Linked DNA regions of Gossypium arboreum: all the other regions are linked to region 1. Evidence: chromatin contacts called from public Hi-C data. All regions are on one chromosome and are shown on one strand. The core of a region is the stretch at or near the end of the contact, and the rest is flanking DNA. Distances in the headings are between cores, read along the strand shown. Region 1 has its middle 7.4 kb from the start of LOC128281351. Region 2 holds the start of LOC108454153 (zinc-finger homeodomain protein 9). Region 3 holds the start of LOC108453988 (structural maintenance of chromosomes protein 4).

Region 1 (2,882 bases), core at 272-2,771:
GTTAATTAGTCATTATATGTTAGGTTAAAAAGCAAACTATTTCTTCTGTTAAAAATTCATCCATATATTTTAGCATGAGGTACATGTGGCACGCCATGTATCATTGTCTGGTTATGTTGGTTTTTAACAATACAAGTGGATTAATTTTTTAACAGAAATAACCAATTTGTTCTTTGATCTAACATACATAGATTTATTTACTCATTTTTTAGTAGAGGAATAAAATGTAATTTGACTTTTTGTACGGGGGCTTGCATAGTACTTTTATTGAAATTTGATGAAATTTGTTGTTTATCTCTTCTTTTAAAACTAAGATATCCATTACCGATAGTAATGACTAATTTCTTTGTTACTAAAGCTTTTCAAATAAAAAAAAACTAATCATGAAATATGCCTCATTCTTATAAGCAGAGATCAATGCGACTATATGATTAAAAAACGATAAAATAATGAATGTAAATATTGAAAATAACTTCAAACCAACTAAATTCAATCTTTCAATAATGCTTGCAGTGTTAGAGTAGGGATTTAACTGATTATGGTGTTTCATCATTTTAACCATGTCAAGAAAACCTAGATTAGGTACCTACCACATGGGGCACATAGCCCTACAAATAATCAATTATTTTGGTGGTTAAAGCCTCAACAAACAATCAAATTCTACAAGCAAAAAATGCACCCTTAAACAAATCATTCATACACATTTGCTAGCCATTGCTAGTGACATTCCACTTTTTATGAACTTTTATTTAAACTTAGAATTTCTTGAATTAAAAAAATAAAAGAAATGGAAAAAAATCAGTTTTTTTTTTCTGGAATTAGTTCAATATATTTATAAAATTCAATAAAAATAATATGTTAATGATAATTTTGGTTATTAATTTTAGAAAAAAAAGTGTATAATAATTAGTGCAATGTGCATATACAGGGAGCAAGTAGGACCAAATGGCAGATGCTAAGTAGCTATTTCCCCTCACAAAAACAAAACACCTAATAATTTCCAGAAATTTATTAACTGTAGAAAATTGTAGAGTACTATTAGGTAGATTTGTCAGAAATGCCATTATTAAGGCTTTTGTTTACTTATTCTTTCCTGTTTCCCACTTGTGTTTTTTGTTTTCCTTCAAATTTTTAGGATTTTATTTAAACCCAGCATGTCACCATTGCACCTGCATGACATCTCTCCATCACATGATTAAACCAATTAAGACTTTATCTGATTATTTACAGTTATATTACATAATCTCAAATATGGAAATTGGATAAAGGAGAAATAGATAAATTTTTAATAAAAATTAATTATTTTTAATTTATAATACATAGATTAATTTATTTATTTTTAGTAAAAAATAAAATATAATTTAACTTTTAATATAAAATCTTCACGAGATTTTTACCCACAAATTTTTTATCTTATCCTACCAAAGAAAAATCAAACATGAATACAACTGCTATGATTAATTGTATTTTCTAAAAAGTTTTTTTCCCCCAACTTTTACAACATCAAAATGCCATGTTCCTGTTCCTTTAGCAAAGGATGGATTATATACATATATAAGAGATCTGATTGTGAATAATTGTTGCCAAATTGCCACTTTGAAAGTTCACAAGAGAAAAAAAGAACCTGCAGGTGACCCAACCAACAAAATTTTAGGCTGAAAACAGTGTTTTAGGAGTTTTGAATTCTCAAAATCTCGAAAGGGGCCCAAATGACACAAAAAGGGTCACTATTGGCCCAAGCTACCATAATTAGGAGCAGATGAGGGCTTGGCACTGAACTCATAAATCTTGAAGGTTGGAGTTTAATTCCCACTATTTTATACTAGTGAAACTTTCAAAATAAGAATAATAAAGTTTTTGGTAAAAACACCTTTCTAATCCCTTTAAATTTAATATTGAGTAAATTAATCTCTTTCAAAAAAATGAAAATCAAATTCAAAAATAAGTAACTAAGGACAATTAATAATGGCGTTAATATTTTTCATTAATTTTAAATAATTTAGTCTTTTTTAAATTGACAAAAATATTAACGTTGTTATTAATTGTCCTTAGTTGCTCATTTTAAAATTATCAAGGACTAAATTGCTCTATTTTTCAAGAGGAACTAATTTACTCAATATTGAAATTGAGAGAACACCAAAGGTCTTTTTACCAAATTTTTTTACTGAGGTTGAACGATATCAATTTTGTTATTTTTTTAAAAGCAATATATCCATTTATATTAAAATCAATTACAAAATCGCAGAATTCTCTTCAATTAGGAAAAAGTATGGGGAAGTTTTCAGATGGGCTAAAATATTTTATAAGTCTTTGTATTTGTAGAAAATTTGGAATTTAGTCATTATATTTTTATTTTCAGAAATTTAATCTCTATGTTTAAAATTTCAAAATTTAGATACAATTATTAGCAATATTAAAAATTTTGTTAAATTTGTTGGTGTGACATTTTGAAATAAAAAATACTCACTTAGTTGCCATGTAAATAAAAAATAGCATTGTGTTAACCTGAATTTAACAAAAAAAAGTTAACTATTGGACCTAAATTTTAAAATCTTAAAAGTAGAGAGACTAAATATCTAATTTTTAAATATTACAAAAACTTATAGCATATTTTAACACACCTATCCATATATATAAAAGCACAAATTCAGAGAAACTTTGAATTGACAAAAATCATCATATTATTAAATTTACATTTAAAAATAATTGTAATTTAATTTAAAATTATTAGCTAAAAAGCTAACGTTTAATTTACAATGATTAATTAAAAAATTGATGTAAAAAAGTTGTGCTAATTTAAAACAAATTTAGTACTGAACAAAACTCTAAACATAAAATATAGAAAAATTATGGTAATTATAATTATAATTATTAGTTAAAAG
Region 2 (2,882 bases), core at 270-2,769, 73 kb after region 1:
AGGAGTCATCTGCTCCAATACCTAAGACAATGTATCTCCCTCATTAGATTTGATAAATAGTATAATAGTATTTGAATCGATTTTCTCAATTTCGATTCATCAGGGTATGAACCTTTTAGATTGCTTACTACTATATGTTGTCTTCTCGCATTATGATATGTTGGCATAATGCAACTTAATATTAGTTAAATGTTAGGTAATCAATGAACCAATATTTGACTATACATTTTGTTTTGTGTGCAAAAACCATTAAGGAGAATATACAAATGGTAGTATCGTGAATGATGGAATTTTATCAAATCAATTTGTTTGAAAAATTACAAGTGTATATGACAAAGAACTACACTAAGGGCACTAGATATCGTTAGAGCATACTTTAGAAAATATATAAACTTAGAATTTGCCTTTAAATTAAAATAAATCTACAATAACATTGAATTAATGGCGGTAACTAAAATAAAAACGTTTTTGTAATGACAATGCTCTATTTACAAATTTTTATTTTTCGGTCATCAAAATAAAAATTATGAAAATAGGTGACTAATTGAATAGTGTACTCTATTTATATTTAGAATTTTACTTTTTTTAATTCATAGATATATATTTTAAGAAAATCCATCTATCATGTTTTAAATTTATTCTAGTATTTTTAAATATTTTAAAGAAACAATTAAGATATAATTTAAACTTCACAAGTAAAATTTAAAAGGTGGCACATATTTTTATTTAACTTATAATAGATTTAAATATTATTATTTAATATATTTAAGGTGAAAATTTTTAATTCCACAAACAAAAGAAATAGTCATTTATATTATTTATTTTAAAATATCAATTAAAGATAAACGTTGTTCTTTATTGGATTGTGAACTCAAAAGTTCTACTACTCATATATTAAATAATTATTTATAAAATTAAATTCTTTTTTACGGGTAAACTAGCCTATTTTCAATTATATAAATAACCTAAGTTTATTAATCTCACAGGTAAATATAATTATCACTTGTAAAAAAAATCACTGGTAAAATGGCACATATAACCTAAAATTTCTTATATTTAACTTAAGATTTATCTTTAATACACAGTAATTTTAGATAATTCAAATTAAAACTTGCTATACATTTTTTTTTATTTTTAAAGTGTTAAATGATTATTTGGGCTTTAGATAAGTTTTTTATATTGAGTATTTTTTAAGTTAGGGTTAAAATTTGGTGATTGTTTTCATATTTTAGTCTAGATTTGATAATTTTTCTTATGGGTTTAAATAGTTTTTTTCTATTTAAATTAGGTCTTAGAACTTAAAAATTATTCTCCCGTTAAAGATTGAATTTTATATTTTCAAAGACTAACTGAGATAAAAAAATTTAAAGTCCCAATATTAAAACATTTAGAAGTTAAAAGGACTAACATTAAAAAAAATTTAAACCCAAAACTAATTTTCATTATGGTCTAACAGTATGCGCCATGGTTCTAATATTACGTTAAGTTTAAAAATTTCCTAAATAAAATTTTTGTATGTATGTATTAATTACACAAACATATCTAACCCTAAAGGGGTCGACAACTTAACCATGGATTAGAACTCTGGTTAAAAACTCAAGTGGTTAAGAAGGGCAACCACAACCACAGATTTTTTATTATCAACAGTCCTCCTTCCTCCTCCACCACCACCACCACCACCATCGCCTCCGCCTCCGCCTCCGCCCTTTCCTCTTTTTCCCTTCATTTTCCAAGCGATAACCTCCAAACAAACAAAGAAGAAACAACCAGCCTTTTCTGTTTTTTTTTTTCAACTCCAATCTTCTTAATTTTCTTCCATGGTATCAAAATTCTCACAAAACCCATATTGGAAACCCTATTTTAAATTCAATTTCATCCCATCTTTTTATAATTCCCCCCATTAAGTTTAGGTGTTTTGTTGACTCTAGATGTTAGAGCCATGGAAATAGCCCCTACAAGCACCCCTCCACTAAGTACCACAACACCCAAATCACCCGACCCAGAGACCGAAACACCAGTTCGGATCCATCCTGCCAAGCCCAAATCTTTTACTAACGGTGTTCTCAAGCGCCACCAACCTCACCACCACTACCTCCACCATGCGCCGCCCATAGTGGTGAGCTACAAGGAATGCCTCAAGAACCATGCAGCCACTTTGGGTGGACATGCTTTAGACGGCTGTGGTGAATTCATGCCTTCCCCATCAGCCACCCCATCCGACCCAACTTCCCTCAAGTGTGCAGCTTGTGGTTGCCACCGCAACTTCCACCGCCGAGAATCAGATGACCCACCACCCACAACAACAGCCACCGCTACTATAGAATATCAGCCTCACCACCGTCACCATCCACCGCCTCCAGCAAGTCAAGCACCACATCGTAGTCCAAACTCAGCTTCCCCACCACCGATCTCATCATCTTACTACCCTTCAGCTCCTCACATGCTTTTAGCCCTTTCAGGTGGTTTAGCTGGTGCATTAGACAACAACCACCATCAAAATAACTCTCATTTACAAGGCTTAGGAACCCTTACCCCAAACACCACAAATCTGGGTTCCCACTCAAAGAAAAGATTCAGAACAAAGTTCACTCAGTTTCAGAAAGATAAGATGTTGGAATTCGCTGAGAAAGTTGGGTGGAAGATTCAGAAAAGAGATGAACAAGCTATCCAAGAGTTTTGCAGTGAAGTTGGGGTTGATAGAGGGGTTTTAAAAGTTTGGATGCATAACAATAAGAACACTTTTGGGAAGAAAGATCAAGCCATTAATGAAGGAGAAACTGGGAATAACAACAATACTGAGAATGGACTCAGCCATGAAGACCACCATCACCACAACAACAACAATGGTCAGAATCTCAACCATCACTTTGAAACTGATAGTG
Region 3 (2,882 bases), core at 221-2,720, 79 kb before region 1:
TCAATAATCTCCTGAAAATGAACAGAAACACCAGCACTATCAAGATTTTGATGATTAGTTGAATTGTGAATAAGCTCAGAAACTTTATTAAGCCGCATCTGCACAATTAGATCAGCAAAATCAAGCACGAAAGGATATAGAAAAAGGGAAATCTTCAAAAAGTACTGCCAGGTATATGATTAGAAGTACCATTGTAGCTACATAGGAACAAAAAAGAAGATAAATACCCAAATAATAGAATTTTGCTAATAAAAACTACCTGCTTTGCTCTCTTCCCAAATACAAAAAGCATGGCATCTATCACATTGCTTTTACCACTTCCATTTGGCCCAACCACAGCAGAAAAGCTCTAAATTTCATCGAAACAAGAAAAGAAATCGGGGGGAACAGAGAGAAAGAGTTTAAACTTTATAGTTAGTGGAAGAAATATTAAATTCCTAAGATGAAAAGTAAAATTTGAGGACAAAATGATATCTTTTTAGCCTACTCAATAGTACAGTGAACAAACTTAAAGAAACTAAGACTTGAAATACGAAAGATAATTATTTGAAAAAGTCATAATTTGAGTTAAATTTTTGAACTTGTCATATAGACTAGCAACTTGCCACTCAATTTTCCACCTCTTTCTCGCAACCAAAAGAAGGGAACACTAAGAACAGAAAAAATAAATTATCTCAAATTCAATTCGTGCAATTATCATATCATTTTACATTTTTTTTCTTGGCAACCAAGCAGGAGTTAGACTACTAACAAACAAACTAAAAGCTTACTTTCTACATCTAACTATTAAAAAAAAAAAAAAAAAGGTAATCGAAAATATAAATTTTTGAAATGTTCATCAATCTGGAATTTTCTTTCTCGATTTCCAGTGCTTTCTCAGTAACCAAAAGGAAACCGTTAAAATTACAACAAAAAGGAGAAAAAAAAAAGAAAGCTATTCGAGTTGAAGTCATGTAATTTTTAATTTCCTTCTCAGTTCTTCATTTTCTCAAAAGAAAAAAAAACGAAATAATGAACTAATAACGAAAGGAAAAGCTAATCCAAGTTGAGTCCGTGGAATTATTACATAAATTTTGCAATTTTCCTTCTCAATTTCCAAACTTTCCTAGAAACCAAAAAAAAATATCAAAATTAAACGATAAAAGAAAATATAACCTTGTGAAAGGGACCGACGCGCTGTTCACCGGCATAAGACTTGAAGTTCCTCATCACCATCTCGTTAATTACTAACCTCGGTCCTCGAGATCCCACTTGGGCCTGCTCTGGTTCGCGAGTCGCGAACTCATCCTTCGTTTCCACCCCCATACGGAAATGAGCGGCTGCTGAGTCAACTCGCTGCTGTTGAATCGGTTTGAGACTTCGAGACGATTTGATGGAATAAACAAGTAAAAGGAAGATGAAAAAGTTTAATAAGTATTTGAGCGAAATTTCAAAAGGGATATTTTAGCGGGAATTTGAAATGAAAAAAACATAAATGGGCCTTCGTTCGGCCCTTTTGACCATTAATAAGCTTCTGAAACTTGCACATTGCAAAAATAAAACACACATCGTTTATGTTTTTTTAAGGCATAATGACAATTTTAGTTCTTACTGTTTACTCATTTTCTCACTTTAGTCCTAATTTTTTTTATGGATCGCTTTGGTTCTCAACCTTCAAATTTTAGTCAAATTACTTCTTGTTAAATAGAAAAGCTCACTGAAAATTAAGATTTTAATAGCCCTAGCGTTGTAACGCGTGTGGCAATTCACGTGTACTTCATTGTTGATGTGGTTATATTTTAAAAAATGAACCTTTTATAATTTGTTGAATTTTTAAAAAATATTTTTTTATAAAGTATACATGGACTATCATGTGAGTCGTCATATAGTGCCATTAAAATTGGTGACTAAAATAACAAAATAAGTAAACATTAAGAACTAAATTAGTGAACAAAGTCCAACACTAGTCGAAGTATCATGGCTAGTTTTCTTAGCCAATTGGATTCCCAAACAATATATTGGCAAAAAAAAAAAAAAAAGGTAAATACTTTTGGTCATGTATGTCATCAATTTGTTAAGTTATAATCATTGGCCCATTAAATAGCATTATCGATATAACAGTAAATTGAAGTATCGCATTAATATCATCATTTTCATATGAAAATTTCAAGTTACATTATACAACTAATCCCTATACTTTTTTTTTTAACAATTTAATTCTTTTTCTTTTAACTTTGTCTTTTGTTTTCTTTTCCTCTTTCATTTTTCTTCCTCTTTCTTTATCCTCTTTTCTCCTTTTTTTTTTCTTTTCTTTTCATGAAAGTTTGCATGATAAAACAATATTATGATTGAGATAGAAATCACATTCATTTGAAATGAGGTCATATGGTATTCATCTACGACTTAGTTATATATTAAGAAGGCATAAATATTTATTTGGCTCTTTAATTTTATAAAAAAATTAATTTAGTCTTTTATTTAATTTTTCGTCTCTTTTAACCTTTAAATCTATGTTATTTGTCAAATCACTCTAAAATAGATAAAAAATTAATATTTGTCAAATTTTTTGACGTGGTATACACGTAGATTGCCATGTAGATGCCGTGTTAGTAATAAATTAAATTTTTAAATTTTAAGAAATTCAAAAAATTATTAAAATTATTTTTAAAAGTATAAAATTATAAAAATTTAAAATTAATTAATTGCCAAAATGTCATAAACATGATATATATGGGCTATCATGTGGATTCGTCATCAGTTAACAAAAATTAACTTTTTCATCCATTTTGAGATGATTTAGCAAATAATACAAATTCAAAGTTTAAAATTGATACATGAAATAAGTTTTTATGCCTGCAAGAATTGTTAACATTATGTTTTTGTTTTTTTTTCAACCCAACAAA

What was found. Hi-C and Micro-C count contacts between places; a contact is called where the count stands out from the background.
Region 2: a Hi-C map of leaf shows a contact between it and region 1, with 2.4 times the contacts expected there. The contact joins the promoter of LOC108454153 here to the enhancer-like site in region 1. A contact is called at or near these places in 2 of 5 Hi-C or Micro-C datasets (both in leaf).
Region 3: a Hi-C map of leaf shows a contact between it and region 1, with 5 times the contacts expected there. The contact joins the promoter of LOC108453988 here to the enhancer-like site in region 1. A contact is called at or near these places in 3 of 5 Hi-C or Micro-C datasets (all in leaf).

Annotation. Positions count from the first base shown.
Region 1 is chr9:3,511,865-3,514,746 of ASM2569848v2, forward strand. No RefSeq gene overlaps it. Among protein-coding and RNA genes, the nearest start is that of LOC128281351, 7.4 kb to the left of the region's middle. Within about 2 kb of position 1,522, at least 2 of the 2 cell types and tissues checked have an H3K27ac peak or open chromatin away from gene starts, as enhancers often do. A contact at or near this core is called in leaf, where this site is marked.
Region 2 is chr9:3,584,972-3,587,853 of ASM2569848v2, forward strand. It overlaps LOC108454153 (zinc-finger homeodomain protein 9), which reads left to right and starts at 1,520. Exons shown (of 1, transcript XM_017752500.2): 1 at 1,520-2,882. The coding sequence starts at 1,940.
Region 3 is chr9:3,433,413-3,436,294 of ASM2569848v2, forward strand. It overlaps LOC108453988 (structural maintenance of chromosomes protein 4), which reads right to left and starts at 1,471. Exons shown (of 28, transcript XM_017752262.2): 1 at 1,156-1,471; 2 at 260-349; 3 at 1-98. The coding sequence starts at 1,305.